Linked DNA regions of Sus scrofa: region 1 is linked to region 2. The links are chromatin contacts, called in public Hi-C maps. All regions are on one chromosome and are shown on one strand. The core of a region is the stretch at or near the end of the contact, and the rest is flanking DNA. Distances in the headings are between cores, read along the strand shown.

Evidence for each region. A called contact is a pair of places that touch in the nucleus more often than the background predicts.
Region 1: a Hi-C map of liver shows a contact between it and region 2, with 3 times the contacts expected there. The contact joins two enhancer-like sites. A contact is called at or near these places in 13 of 47 Hi-C or Micro-C datasets (embryonic fibroblasts, fetal heart ventricle, fetal skeletal muscle and 5 more) and 1 of 2 datasets of contacts at active chromatin or transcription factors (alveolar macrophages).

What each region holds. Positions count from the first base shown.
Region 1 is chr2:103,317,227-103,323,820 of Sscrofa11.1, reverse strand. CAST (calpastatin) reads right to left here. Exons shown (of 31, transcript NM_214067.1): 4 at 2,160-2,219. Among named protein-coding and RNA genes, the nearest start is that of CAST, 64 kb to the right of the region's middle. Within about 2 kb of position 4,595, at least 5 of the 83 cell types and tissues checked have an H3K27ac peak or open chromatin away from gene starts, as enhancers often do. A contact at or near this core is called in liver, where this site is marked.
Region 2 is chr2:102,960,885-102,967,560 of Sscrofa11.1, reverse strand. The region is part of intron 6 of LOC106508433 (a long non-coding RNA gene); the gene reads right to left. Among named protein-coding and RNA genes, the nearest start is that of PCSK1, 86 kb to the left of the region's middle. Within about 2 kb of position 5,385, at least 15 of the 83 cell types and tissues checked have an H3K27ac peak or open chromatin away from gene starts, as enhancers often do. A contact at or near this core is called in liver, where this site is marked.

The DNA.
Region 1 (6,594 bases), core at 3,346-5,845, 360 kb before region 2:
CTACAGCTCCGATTCAGCCCCTAGCCTGGGAACCTCCATATGCCGTAGATGAGGCTCTAAAAAGACAAAAACACACACAAAGATCTAGACATATTACCTCCGGAGCTAGACTGACTTTCATTTTAAAGGTGGAGAACATGACAAGGATTTGATATAGGCATTAGCTTGAATTAGCAACTTTTCTCTAAAAAACCAAAATATGCAGAGAAACATGCTCGTAAGTTCACAAAAATCTCCAAGAGGAGGCCAATATAAATGTTATGAGGCAAACATTAGAGGCACATGAAATAACATGATTAATGAGAACAGTGCGATTAAAATCCACCAAGGCAAGAGAACTGAGGCCAAAAGTGGTCCTGAGTCAGCCACTTCATCATGTGCATCTTATTTTTGTCTCTCCCTCTCTTCTCTCCTACTTTCCCCTCTCTCTTCCCTTCGTCCAGTTTTATAGGACTGCCAAGAATTATGATTCATGCTTAGCCATGGCTGAAGACTTTGCTGACACTTGCTCTGGAAAACAAGGCAATACTTGAAATAAGATTGGGCTTCAAACTGAGAGTCAGTGGGGATGGCTAAGCATCGACACTGTGTCAAAGGCAAACCAAAATAATAAAAAGGAAATCCTGTATTTCTGGCTCTTATCACATTTCTTTAATTTTCACTGAGTCTAAGTTCAATAAGAATTTGTGGGGGGGCGGTAAATGTTTCTACTGTAGTCAAGATTATTTCAAGATTGAGATCAGATTTTTCTTATGATTAGGCTTGGTATAAATACTAGTGAGAGCTAATAGATTGATTATGGATTGGACAATGTATATTTTACAAACAATTAAGCAATCAATATAAATGTCAACTACTAAATAAAACATAATTTAAATTTAAAAATAAATTTTAAAATTAAAATAAGGGCTAAATGACATTTATCAGAGCTTAGAGTTGGACAATGTGTTTCCATATATATATGCCCTTCCCTTTAAAAACAGTTCAGAAGTAAATTATGGCATAGGATCCTACTTGGGATAGCCACGTAATATGGAAAAACAGCAAAAGAATCTTGGTGATTTTAAATAAGGGCAATTGGATAACAATGCAGCTGGGATAGCTCTGAAAGGCACTGAAGAATATTAGCTCCTAAGAACTAGGTGAAAGCATCTTGAAAATGTCCCCTTCTTTAATCCTCCATCCCTACACTCTTCCCATAAACAGAGTGAGACATGGTAACTGGGGAGAGGGTCTAAGCAGCTCAGATAACTCTTTAGAACTAGGCTTACTCTATGTGGCAATCCCACTGGAGGACATCTTTTTATGGTTTTCTTCTGAAATTCCAAGAAATTATCATCAGAATAAATCCGAAGAGTTCGACAAAGGTTTATCACTAAGATGGTACCCTCAAGGACTGAAACTTTTCAGAAAGCATCTGAAATAACCACTATCAGTGTCACTTCTTTTTATGTTCATGTAGCGTAACCTTTTTCATGCTCAGATGTAGTTTTAAATGGCCAGGATAATAAAACCATTTTAGTAAGAAATCAAGAAATTATATTCTTATCTAGATGCAGAGAAAATGTACTTAGATAAATAGTCTTACAATTAAAAAACAAAAACCCAAGTCTAGAACCAAAAAATATCTGGCTGACTACTCTTTTCCAGATTTTCAAAAACGATGTAAGAATGTACAGATGGGGAGTTCCTGTTGTGGCGCAACAGAAATGAAGCCAACTAGGAACCAGGAGGTTGTGATTCAATCGCTGGCCTCGCTCAGTGGATTAAGGATCTGGTGTTGCCGTGAGCTGTGGTGTAGGTCGCAGATGTGGCTCGGATCTGGCATTGCTGTGGCCGTGGTGTAGGCCGGAGGCAACAATTCCGATTAGATCCCTAGCCTGGGAACCTCCATATGCCACAGGTGCGGGCCTAAAAAGACAAAAACAAAAAATTAAAAAATGAAAATAAAAAGTGTATAGATGATGTGTGAGATCAATAGTGAAAAAAAGCTGTTTCCAAAGACCCTCATAAATTAGGAAGAACATGTTTCTTTTCACAGCCTAAGTTTCCCAAGGCACATAACTCATCTGTCAACAATCAGCCTTCATTTGCTTTGCTTTACAATACAATTAACTTAAAGGCATTCACCAAAGTTGACCCTTGAGGACTCTTCATACCTTGGTTTCTGTGGGATTCATACTGGAAGACTTGCTCGTTGAAGCAGAGGAAGGCGATACCTAGAAAGAAAAGAAATAGGAAGGTTGATTTTAGTTAACCTACTACCTATGGTGTCCTTCAGTTTCTTTTAACCATACTTGCTCTTAACTCTTTTCCTTAGTTATACCACTTCCATAAAAGTTCCATAGGTGATGCTGCCCAACTGATAAATGACCCTGTCACCAGATCGAAAGGGTTTAGATTTGGGGTGTGCTCTTGAGTAAAGAATCTTGAGCAAGTTCCTTACATTTCCTGATCTTCAGTTTCCCCTTTCTCAATTTTTTTCAGTAGGTAACAACTAAGTTTGTTACTGCCTGGTAATTAAGTGCTCAGTAAATATAATTACCGTTTGTATTATTTTCAGACAGTACAAATTTACAGAATGTTGTTCAAAAGGACATCTCTGCCCATTACTAGCTCTGTGACTTTGAGTCTGAGTTTTCCAAGTATACAGAATGGGGCCTCCATGTCTATTTTGCAGGGTCATGTAAGATAATGTGGGTAAAATGCCTGGCACATTGTGGGTGCTCATTAAATGACAGGTGCATTATTCCTAAGGTAGCGTACAAGATACAAGAGTAGGCATAGCTCTGGGGAATAGACTCGGTGGATGAGAACTATCATGTGAGAAGAGAAGGTGGGAGATGGAGCTGCAGAGGGGGTACTGCTTTAGCAAGGGGATAAGCTAGGCTCTTCCCTGGAGGGCAAACGGTGATGAATGGTAACTGAAGTATTCAAGAAACACCCTTCCTAGGGCTGTGGAGTCAGCCCTTAGAATAGAATCTGCCCAGCAGGGAGTGTGCATGTGGACCCTTGCATGGCAATGAGGACCATGTACTCAAGTATGTAACTTGCATCACTCTGGTTATTATTAAATTCACAATTACTATCCTCGTGAATTCCAACTCAGGCTCATTTAAACCTCCTTAACATTGGAGTTGTTAGGGTTGAGAGCCCAGGGATTCCACCTGGCACGAGGTACCTTCTTAAGTCAGTAAACAGCTGCTTCCTGCCAACATCACCTGGAGCCCTGTGCCTGATGCCTGGCCCTGAGCCACCTCGGAGGCTGAGTCGCTGGGCGGGTGGAGGAGCCCATCCTTGCTAGTCCCCCAGTTACCCCTCCCCCCGACACTATACTCAGGTCGCTGTGTATATGAACCCACTATAACCCAAGGCGCATGAACAAAATCACTTTCCCCACTGACCTCAATTAATGGAGAACATTATGATGCTTATGCATAAACGCCACAATTCATAGATAAACCTTAAAGCTTTAGTACACTGATATTTCAAACATAATCATGTGAACTTAACTATTCCTGAGCACCTATTGGCAGCAATTGGGCCCCTGCACCCCAAAACGCACATACATACACACATACCCCACTAGTCACTGTGGCAGGCATGGAATGGTCTCTCCCATGCTCTTCAGTGTAAAGAACTGGAAGATGTACCAGAGTAACCCCCATCAAGTTAATAAACAAATATGTGAATGTTCATTTTCCTCGAGACTTTTTTTCATTTGTGGAGATTAACATATCCTATGTATGTAATTCTGTCTTGCACACTTAGAATGGTTGTACAAATTTCCATTCAAACTCAAGAAGTTCCATTTTGCTACATCCCCCTGCTTCAATGATTTCACTCGGCCATCTAAAACCACCCAAGACCAAACACTCCACACGAAACTGCTTTTAAGCTGCAATCTTCAGGTTTACATTCATTTTCTAAACGTCCCAATTTATTAAATATTCATTAATCACATAGCCTTGGGTTTTCCGATCTGCCTTACTCCTTTATTAAGCAATAGCTGGAAGTGATCCTTAAATCCTAGAAAGGAGGCTTTCAAAGGCTGACCAAGAACAGTAAAATCTCCATGGAACACCTATAAATAAACACAGAGCAGGTTATAATGGGAACCTAGCTGAAGGCCTTGGCCCACCTGTTCTCGGCAGAGATTCCTCCAAGAAAGTTTTATCTCATCACTAAGGCACTTACCATTCTGAAACTAAAAGAGAAAAACCACTTGATGAGGGCTGAAAATGAGCAAAATTGAACTGCCTCATTAAGGGCAGGTTCAACTCTGGCTAACTGTAATGTGTTTAATTTTTATTCTATTTGTAAAGACAAGGAACTTTCACTATTTTTTATCTCTAGTGAGGGATTATATGCACTTTCAATGTAAATCTTCTATGTTGTTTGAATTCCTCATCATGGGTGTGAATAATTAATAATTTAAAAATTGTGAAGGTTAGTCTATACATGCATGAAGAACCTTAGAGAAAAATCTTGAATATGTGGGTTTTAAACAGAGGAGGAAAACAGTATTGCATAAAGATTAAGTGACCTGTCGAAGTTTACCACAGTTCATTGGCTCCACAAATAATTATCTAGAACACAGCATGTGTTAAGTCCTGTGTGAGCTGATGGAAACACAGTGGACAAACCTATAAACACATCCCTGCCCTTGTGAAAGTTACAGGCTGGTCAGGGATGACATTAATAGAACCACCACTTCAGAAGCTATTTGTGGCAAGTGCTATAGAAGAAAAGCAGAGGGTCCCAGGAGAACACAGACTAGGCAACGGAGCTAGTTCAGGGGAGAGTTGGGACAAGTGATACGGAGGAAGTGACAGTTAATGTGGAGATGGAAGGATACGGGACATCACCCAGGCAAAAGGCCAAGAGGATCCTTTGAGCTGTCAGTGCCAGGGCAGGGCCTAGGCCACCTGATATCTAAACCAGTGACTCTCTGCTGTAGGATCCACCACTCACGGTCCCAACATTAAGGGAGAGTCGTTTTTAAAGTGCCATTGGCGCTCAAATACCAAACCTTCTATGTGATTAGAACTGTATATCAGACTAACGTGCGTCCATAATCCTCTCCCTACTAAATGACCCATGCAAATCCCTTAACAGCCAGCCTCACTAATCGTTTATAAACTTGAATGAAGGCATAAATCAGAGTAACAAAGAACAGAGAAAAAGTCCTTTAATATAATCATTTTCCACCCACTCACCCACTATTGCTCTTTAAAAAGTAATGAAGGCGTTCCCCTCAAGGCTCAGCAGTTAATGAACCTGACTAGTATCTATGAGGATGCAGGTTTGATCCCTGGCCTCGCTCAGTGGGTTAAGGATCTGGCGTTGCCATGAGCAGTGGTGTGGATTGCAAACTCGGCTCACATCTGCTGTGACTGTGGTATAGGCTGACAGCTATAGCTCCGATTTGACACCTAGCCTGGGAACTTCCATATGCCGCAGGTGCCGCCCTAAAAAGCCAAGAGAAAAAAAGAAAATAATCCTGGGGCTGAGGGTACATAACGCCTAAATCACCATCATAGTCTTGAAGGAGTTCACAGCCCAGTGAGATAAACAAATAAAGCATGTTTAGTTTCAAGTAAGTGCTCTAACAGGGATGAAGAAAATCTTATGCAACAGAACAAATGTTTTGGTTTTATGTAAGTTGCAGGCCCACCTCAAATAATAAAACTGTGTTGGCAAGTCCCCTTAAGACAAACCAATATTGATAAAATAATCACAGCCTAGAAAAGAATTAATATTTAATCCTATTACCCAATAGGGCATCTTATGCTCTGGCATTATTCACAAAATCTCTTTAATTTGTTTACATGCTACAGTAAGAATTTTGGAAGCTGTAGGAAATGATCAGAGATATGAGGGTTTTAAGACCCTTGAAAAATGGAAACTGCTTTCCCTTTTCACATATATTTTGTAAATGTCTCCCAGACTACACCTTTCTAGCTCTCTCACGCATCCTGGCCACACTCATCTTCCCATGTGTCACTCCTGCACACAATTCTCTCTCAAGTAGAACCAACGATGATGATACTTGCTGCCCACCTTATCACACAGAAAACTCTTTTCTGGCTTTTAAAGATCCCTAGCCTCCAATCCCACCCCATCTCCCAATGTAGAACATTTGCTCTAGGCAGCTAGCCCATCCCACCCCACTCATCTTTCCCTTTATGTTTCCCCCGGACCCCATAAGTGCCACTGGCTGGGAGGCTTCTCTTCCCCAAATATCCAAATCCTATAGACCCTTCCTTTCAGGTGCATCTCACTAGCGCCCAGCCCTGGCACTGTAACATGTAACTCCAAAATCAGTCATCAGTGGGCATCCACCTTCACCAATCCCCGCTCGCTCACTCAGAGTGCCATATACAAGACAGGTAATGCCATTAATTAATCCACCACATGGGGTCCCTTTAAAAGAACTGTCTGTTGGATACACTAATCTGCTGACCTCTATTCTTAGGACAGGTCTCTATCCAAGGCTTTCCTTTGATTCTGCAGGGCACCTAGTGAGGCTGCAGGAGAAGAGAAGCAAGACTAGGACCAATCCCAGACATCATGCGATGCTGGATGTGAGAG
Region 2 (6,676 bases), core at 4,136-6,635:
TTTTTTCTGTGCAAATGCATCTCAGGTATACTCACTAATGCTTCCCTCAGCATATGTGATGATGGTAACTTTTGGATGCAAATTACTGACTACTCAGTTAATTCTATTATCATTCTGCATAAGGTTCAGCATTTAGAGTTATAGCTCTAATGTTAGTTCATTTCTAATTAGAAAGTCACCATAGCATTTACTTTGTACCGCTTGGACCAAATCTGACATGCTTACTGGTTTCGAAGATGTAAAAGTTTCTTGTAAAGTAAGTGATAAGAAAATGGGGGTAGTAACACCCTCCTTTGAAGTGTGAATGCTTCAGTGAGGGCAGAGCTTATGCAACTAGAACTCTCTTGGCAACCAAAGTGGCTCTGACTAGATCTACTCTTTGGCTATTTCTCCTTCTGGGATCCAATAGCCACACAGGTCAATAAACACATCCTGAATGTTACTGGATTTCAGAGCCATGACCTGATTCAAACCTTACTAACAACCCACGTTCAAGAGATTCAAAGCCAGGACCATTGAGTTACTAACTCATTAAAAATTAACCGAAATAAAAATTGAACCAGACTAGTACAACTTAGAACAAAGACGAAAAGCATGTTAAGCACCAGAGAGAGATGAGGGGAGGAGCCAGCTGCTTTGGCATCAAGCTCCTTCTACAGAAAGACCTGAGTTGAACGGGAATTATTTGCCAGAGTCTCCTAGAGATAAAGGTGGGCTCCTGCAGAAAATGTTCCAGATCCTAGGAAGACAACGGCACAAATTAGATAATACTGTGTCCTGGTTTAATAGCAGCCATTATGTGTTGCAAAATATAACCCTGAGGCAAACAGCAAAGACATTGCTTGGCTGAGTTTCCTTCTTGCTTTTCATACTGACTGCTTACAAAGTCGTGCCCAGTCATCTTTTTCCATTTCAAAACTGATTGCCATAACGTCTTCCTCTGATGCTTTCCTGGTTGAAAGGCCATGAGTTCAGGCAAGACTTTAACTGTCTGGGGGATGAAGATAGGATCCCACCATGCAGAGCTAAAGGCATTTTGTCCCTTTCCACCTGCAGCCTCTCCACCAGCCTCCATCAGGACTCCGGGGCAATTCCCAGAGTACCTGCTCCCTGAGCCAGCAAATCAATTACAGAAGAGTCTCATCTGAGCAGGACTCACCTCCGCTCTCCTTCAAAGACAAGACTCCACGTGCCCTGCACCAGTGTCGCTGCATTATTGTCTACATTCCTGTGACTTCAGGGTTTATGTCAAGGGTCCTCGTCATTTTAAACTCTGGGGCTTTGCCCAGATATAGCTGTGTCTCTTGATGAAACAAATCTGCAGCTCTCTCTTCTGGGTTTTCCCCAGAACACGGTGGTTTTAGCCTCATCATTTAACTCACCCACTCTTTCATGTCCCATTTATAGTGTGCAATGTCATGACCAAGAATTAGTGATAGTAATATCTTGTATTTAAAATGTGTCCTCCTTCCAGGAGACTTCACATACTTCATGATAACTACCTTGTATCCTTCCCAAAACCCCAGAAAGGAAGGTTTTGTTAGCTGTATTGCTTTTGGTTAAGCATTGTATTTTGGTTCCATTTTTACAGTTAAAATACCAAGGCACCAAGCTGCTTGAAAAATTTTCTTAGGTCATATGTTACTATCCTCACTTGGCAAAAAGCCTCCAATTGTGTTCTGATACTATTCAAATCAAGTTATAGAGCTAAAAATATTGATATCTGGCAATAGTCAAAAACCCTAAAAATCACCATTAAAGCCAGAGACCTGGACCCTCATTATTTAAGCAAGAATTAGGGAAGATGCTTTGTTACTTTTTTTTTCTTTCTTTCTTCACCATATGGAAGTTTCAGGGCCAGGGATCAAATCCCAGTCGCAGCTATGACCTATGCCCACAGCTGTGGCAATGCTGGATCCTTAACCCACTGTTGCCAGCTCAGGGATCAAACCTGTGCTCCCTCATAGACAACACCAGATCCTTAATTCCCTGCACTACAGCAGGAACTCTGCTACTTTTTTGCTCAAGTAATAGTTTTTATTTCCAAGTTAAGTGCATGTTCTATTGCTGCTTCTGAAACTTAGCAGAGGGCCCATGGGCAAGTGAATGGTGTGGCAGCCTGCTCAGCCTCCCTGCCACACGGCACCCAAAACCAGAGCCAGGATAGCACATGCATCAAGACAGAAACACAAATGGCCTTGCCAAGGTCCAAAGATCTGCACAAGAACTCCAGGAGCCAAGTATCTAGAGCATAAACAACCAGGCAGAAGTTCTCCCAGGAACAGGATGTTCTGCTGCATTTCCAGTTACCCTGGCCTCAGGGCAGGGCATCCCCTGCTCATAAGGCACCCTCCTGCCAGGATCACCTCTAGGATGAGAATAGGGTCTCCCTTGGGAAGGGCAGCAAGCCCATCCACCAAAATCATCTTTCTACATATTGAAAATTCAGTCTCTTTAGACTGAATCTCAGAGCAGTTTTCTTTGTGAGAGAAGCCATACGAACAGCTTTGCCTCCTTCAGACTCAGGGTTCAACACATTTCATTATCTAAATACATTGTTAGGGCTCATGAGTTACCTCTACTGTGACCACAGCCCAGTGAATTTAAAGCTCTCTTTTATAGAGTGAACCAGGACTAAGGAGGAAGAAGAAAGGGAAGAGGAGAATAATTAGTAAAGCAAAGCCTGATGAGGGTAGAGACAATAGCATAGGGTGATTAAGTCGCAAATCAGAGCAAAGATCCTCACATAAACAATATTTGAAACTGAACTTCAAAATGCATTTAAAATATGAGAGCAGGATAAAACTCCATCCTGGTTTTTATATTTTTGTTTGTTTTAGGGTTTTCCACCTAACATATGGAAGGTCATGCTGAGAGTTTCTTAGTGATTATGGTCTAGTTGGGCCACAACTTTCAGGAAGAAAAATATGGACACTGTTGGAGTTCCCGTCATGGCTCAGTGGAGACAAATCTTACTGGCATCCATGAGGGTGCAGGTTTGATTCCTGGCCTCACTCAGTGGGTTAAGGATCTGGTTTTGCCATGAGCTGTGGTGTAGGTCGCAGGTGTGGCTTGGATCTGGCATCGCTGTAGCTGTGGTGTAGGCCAGCAGCTACAGCTCTGATTTGACCCCTAGCCTGGGAACTTCCATATGTCATAAGTGTGGCCCTAAAAAGCAAAAAAAAAAAAAAAGATAACAAAAAATATATGGACACTATTAGTAAAGTCTATTTACTCTCTTCATTTCTCATTTCAAGACTTACCTTCCTAGTTATGCCTCCAACAAGAATTCTAAGTAGACTGAGACACCCAAAAGATTTTTTATAGGGTTCCTTAACTATGGAATCTTGAGAGAATTTTAAGTAATAATGTCTTGTATCTGTTCACAAGGTTTGGGATACTCTTTTAGCGACCTCTCTCTGATAATGGCCACAGGAGTTTGGAAAGTTACAGACAGTCTTGAAGAGAGGTGAAGCCATGGCTTGATATGAGAAATCATGTCCAAAGCCATCTAGATATGTAACTGAGAAAAGGAGTCCATCCACTGGGGCTGCTGGTCTCCTAAGACAGCAGGCCAGATTTGACCTTGGCATCATCTTTCATCTAAAGAGGCAGATGCCAAAGGAAGCATTAATGTCACCCAGCCTGGGAGGCACATGGCAAGCATAGTATACAGATGTGGCTCCCTGCAGTACAGGAGATTCACCCGGTGTCCCCAGCCTCCTCCAAGCATAAATGGACTCACAGGTATGCAGACCTCTTATCTCCCTGCTGCTTTGTTCTGGGCTTTGTGGCTTCTTCTTCCCAATCCGACTATGAACATAAATGGTGTCTGAATCATTTTTCCCTTTCTCTAGCATTCAGAGAAATTCTCAGGAGTCAATTGCCATTATAAGATAATAAATTAATTATACCTATCATCAATCATTATTACGCAGACATATAGAGATCACCATAGTTGGGCACATCATGAAATGAAAGACTTCCTTTTTTTTCCCTTGGTTGAAAATAGGGGAGAGGAAGTCAGGCTAAAGGAGGTTTACACCAGAGCTTATTGGGAAATTAAAGTGTGTCTGTGTGTTCTGCTTTCATATTATAATAGACTCTTATAAACTTCATTGTAAGTTTTACATTTGTTTTATCTCAGTTTCATTTCCAGGTTTTCATGGGATCAGGGTTCAACTAATCCATTTAAATAGAAACCCCAAATACTTTCCAAATTTTTTTCAAATACTATTATTTTTTCTTTTTAGGGCCACACCTGTGACCTATGGAAGTTCCTAGGCTAGGGGCTGAATCAGAGCTGCAGCTGCCAGCCTACACCAAGCCACATCTGCAACCTGGATCACCACAGCCGACGGCAACGCTGGATCCTTGACCCACTGAGTGAGGCCAGAGATGGAATCCACATCCTCGTGGATACTACTCAGATTCATTTCCCCTGCTCCACAATGGGAACTTTTCACATATTTTTATTTAACTTTCTAAAGATCAAATGTAAACACATAACCTCTGCAAAACAACTCTTAACCCCAGCCTGGTATTTTGTGTATACTTAGAGTATAATAAATATTTACTGATACTCCTGTTACCAGTTTTATTGCCAAAGCATTCTTTCACATGATTCTCAGTTTTCTGGATGGAGTATCACACCCCTTGATTAACAGAGGAGAGATCTAAGTTCACAGACATTCGTAAGAGAATCCGGACTAGAACTTGAATCTTCTAACTCCAAATCGAGTGCACTTTGAGGTACATCCTGCGCTTTCTCCCCAAACACTAATATGGAAGTAAATTTAAAAAATTGTGCCTCAGAGATCTGGTAAAGCATATTTTGGACAAATAGCAGAAAGAATAAAGGTCTTACTATGACAGTTTTTTCACAGGAGAAACTGCAGAACGCTGTGACATGGATAGGATATGTTCCTTTCCTGAACGCCACCTCTAGAGGGCAGCACACTCTTCATAACAAATAGATTCTCCTTGGCTTGGAAGAACAACCTGGAGTGAAAACCTAAAATATTTGATGTGCTTATAAATACTTTAAATCAGGCAGGATGCACAAACATCTCAGGTCCAGTACCCTCTTTGTGTGGGGGAGAAAGGGGCAGAAATGGGGGTGGAGCTATGAGCCTTTTCTTTCTTCCCTCTGCAAGAACAGAGGCTCTAATATTGAATATCGAATGAACTTGAAATGGCCCTTTGAATACCAACTTGACACTCCGAAGTAAAATATTTAATCTTAAAAGCAGAAACAAAGAACAGAGGGAGAACACGGTGTGTACAGGGAACTACTGCTGGTTGAGTATTGCTGGAATCCAAGTAGTAGGAGCCAAGGCCTGAGAATTAGGCAAGAGATGGCCACAGAGGGCCATGCGTGCCAGGAAAGGAAGTTGAACTTGCTGGTGTAGATTCCAGGAACCATGGAATGGCGTGGCTGAGAGGAACAGGGTCAGAATTGTGTTTAATAGGGACCATTTAGGTAGCTCTGGAAAGAGCAGAACTGAGAACAAGTCTAGAAACCAGGAGGCCAGTTAGGAGGCTGTATCTTTCCTGGAAGAGGAGGTGTGTCTGAGAACGGTAGCAATGATAGGACTGGGGCGGAGAGGGCAGATTCGAGAAACACATAGGAGGGGAAACCATCCACGTGCAGCATCAGCTGGATGAAGAGACAGAGAGAAAGGTCAGGGCTGATATTTTATAACCCTGTTCACTGGGTAGAGAGATGGTGACACAAAGAGAGTGAATTTGGAGGAAAGTTCTGCTTAGTTTTTGAGGAATCAAATCTGAAATATCTGATAAGCGCCCACTTGAAGATACCTGGCAGGTAATGGAATTGGTGAGTCTAAACCTTAGGGAAGAAATCTGAGTAGCAGGTTGAATTAGAGGGTCATTAGCATACAGGTGGTAGTTGAACTCCTGAGAGTAGATAAATGCACCCAAGAAGAGTCTCCATAATGAGAAGTAGTGTGCTGTAAACACAGACACCTGGGGCACACAAGGATGTAAGTGACGGGTGGAGAGAGAAAAACTTGCCTTTAAGAAGGAACAGAAGCGAATGAGAAAACTGGAAAATATACTATTACTTTGGAGGGCAGTAGTACATATAATCAACATTGCCAAATGCCCCCAAATGTATAGCAAGACAAAGATTGGAAAATGTCCATTGGATTTTGTAATTAGAAGGATACTCGTGGCCTCAACAAGAGCACAAGCCAGACTGCAGGGGTGCAGAGTGAATGAATGGCACACCCAGTGGTCACAGTGAGCACAGATTACTTTTTTAAAAAGTTTAGATAAGAGGAAAGAAGACATGGGACATTTTCTGGGGCATGTGAAGCCAAAGATAGATTTCCTTTTTATTTTTTTTTTTTATTTTTATCTTTAGGGCGGCACCTGTGGCATATGGAACTTCCCAGCCTGGGGTGGGGGGGGGTCCGAATCAGAGCTACAGCTGCAACCTATGCCACGGCTTGCAGCAATGCCAGATCCTGAACCCACAGAGTGAGGCCAGAGATTGAACCTGCATCCTCATGGATACCAGTCGAATTCTTAACCCGCTGAGCCACAACAAGAACTCTGATTTCTTTTTTAATGAATGGGAGGGAAACTAATAAGCTTATACTTTGAAGGGAACACACACCTGCAAGAGGAAAGCATGATGTTTCAAGAAGGA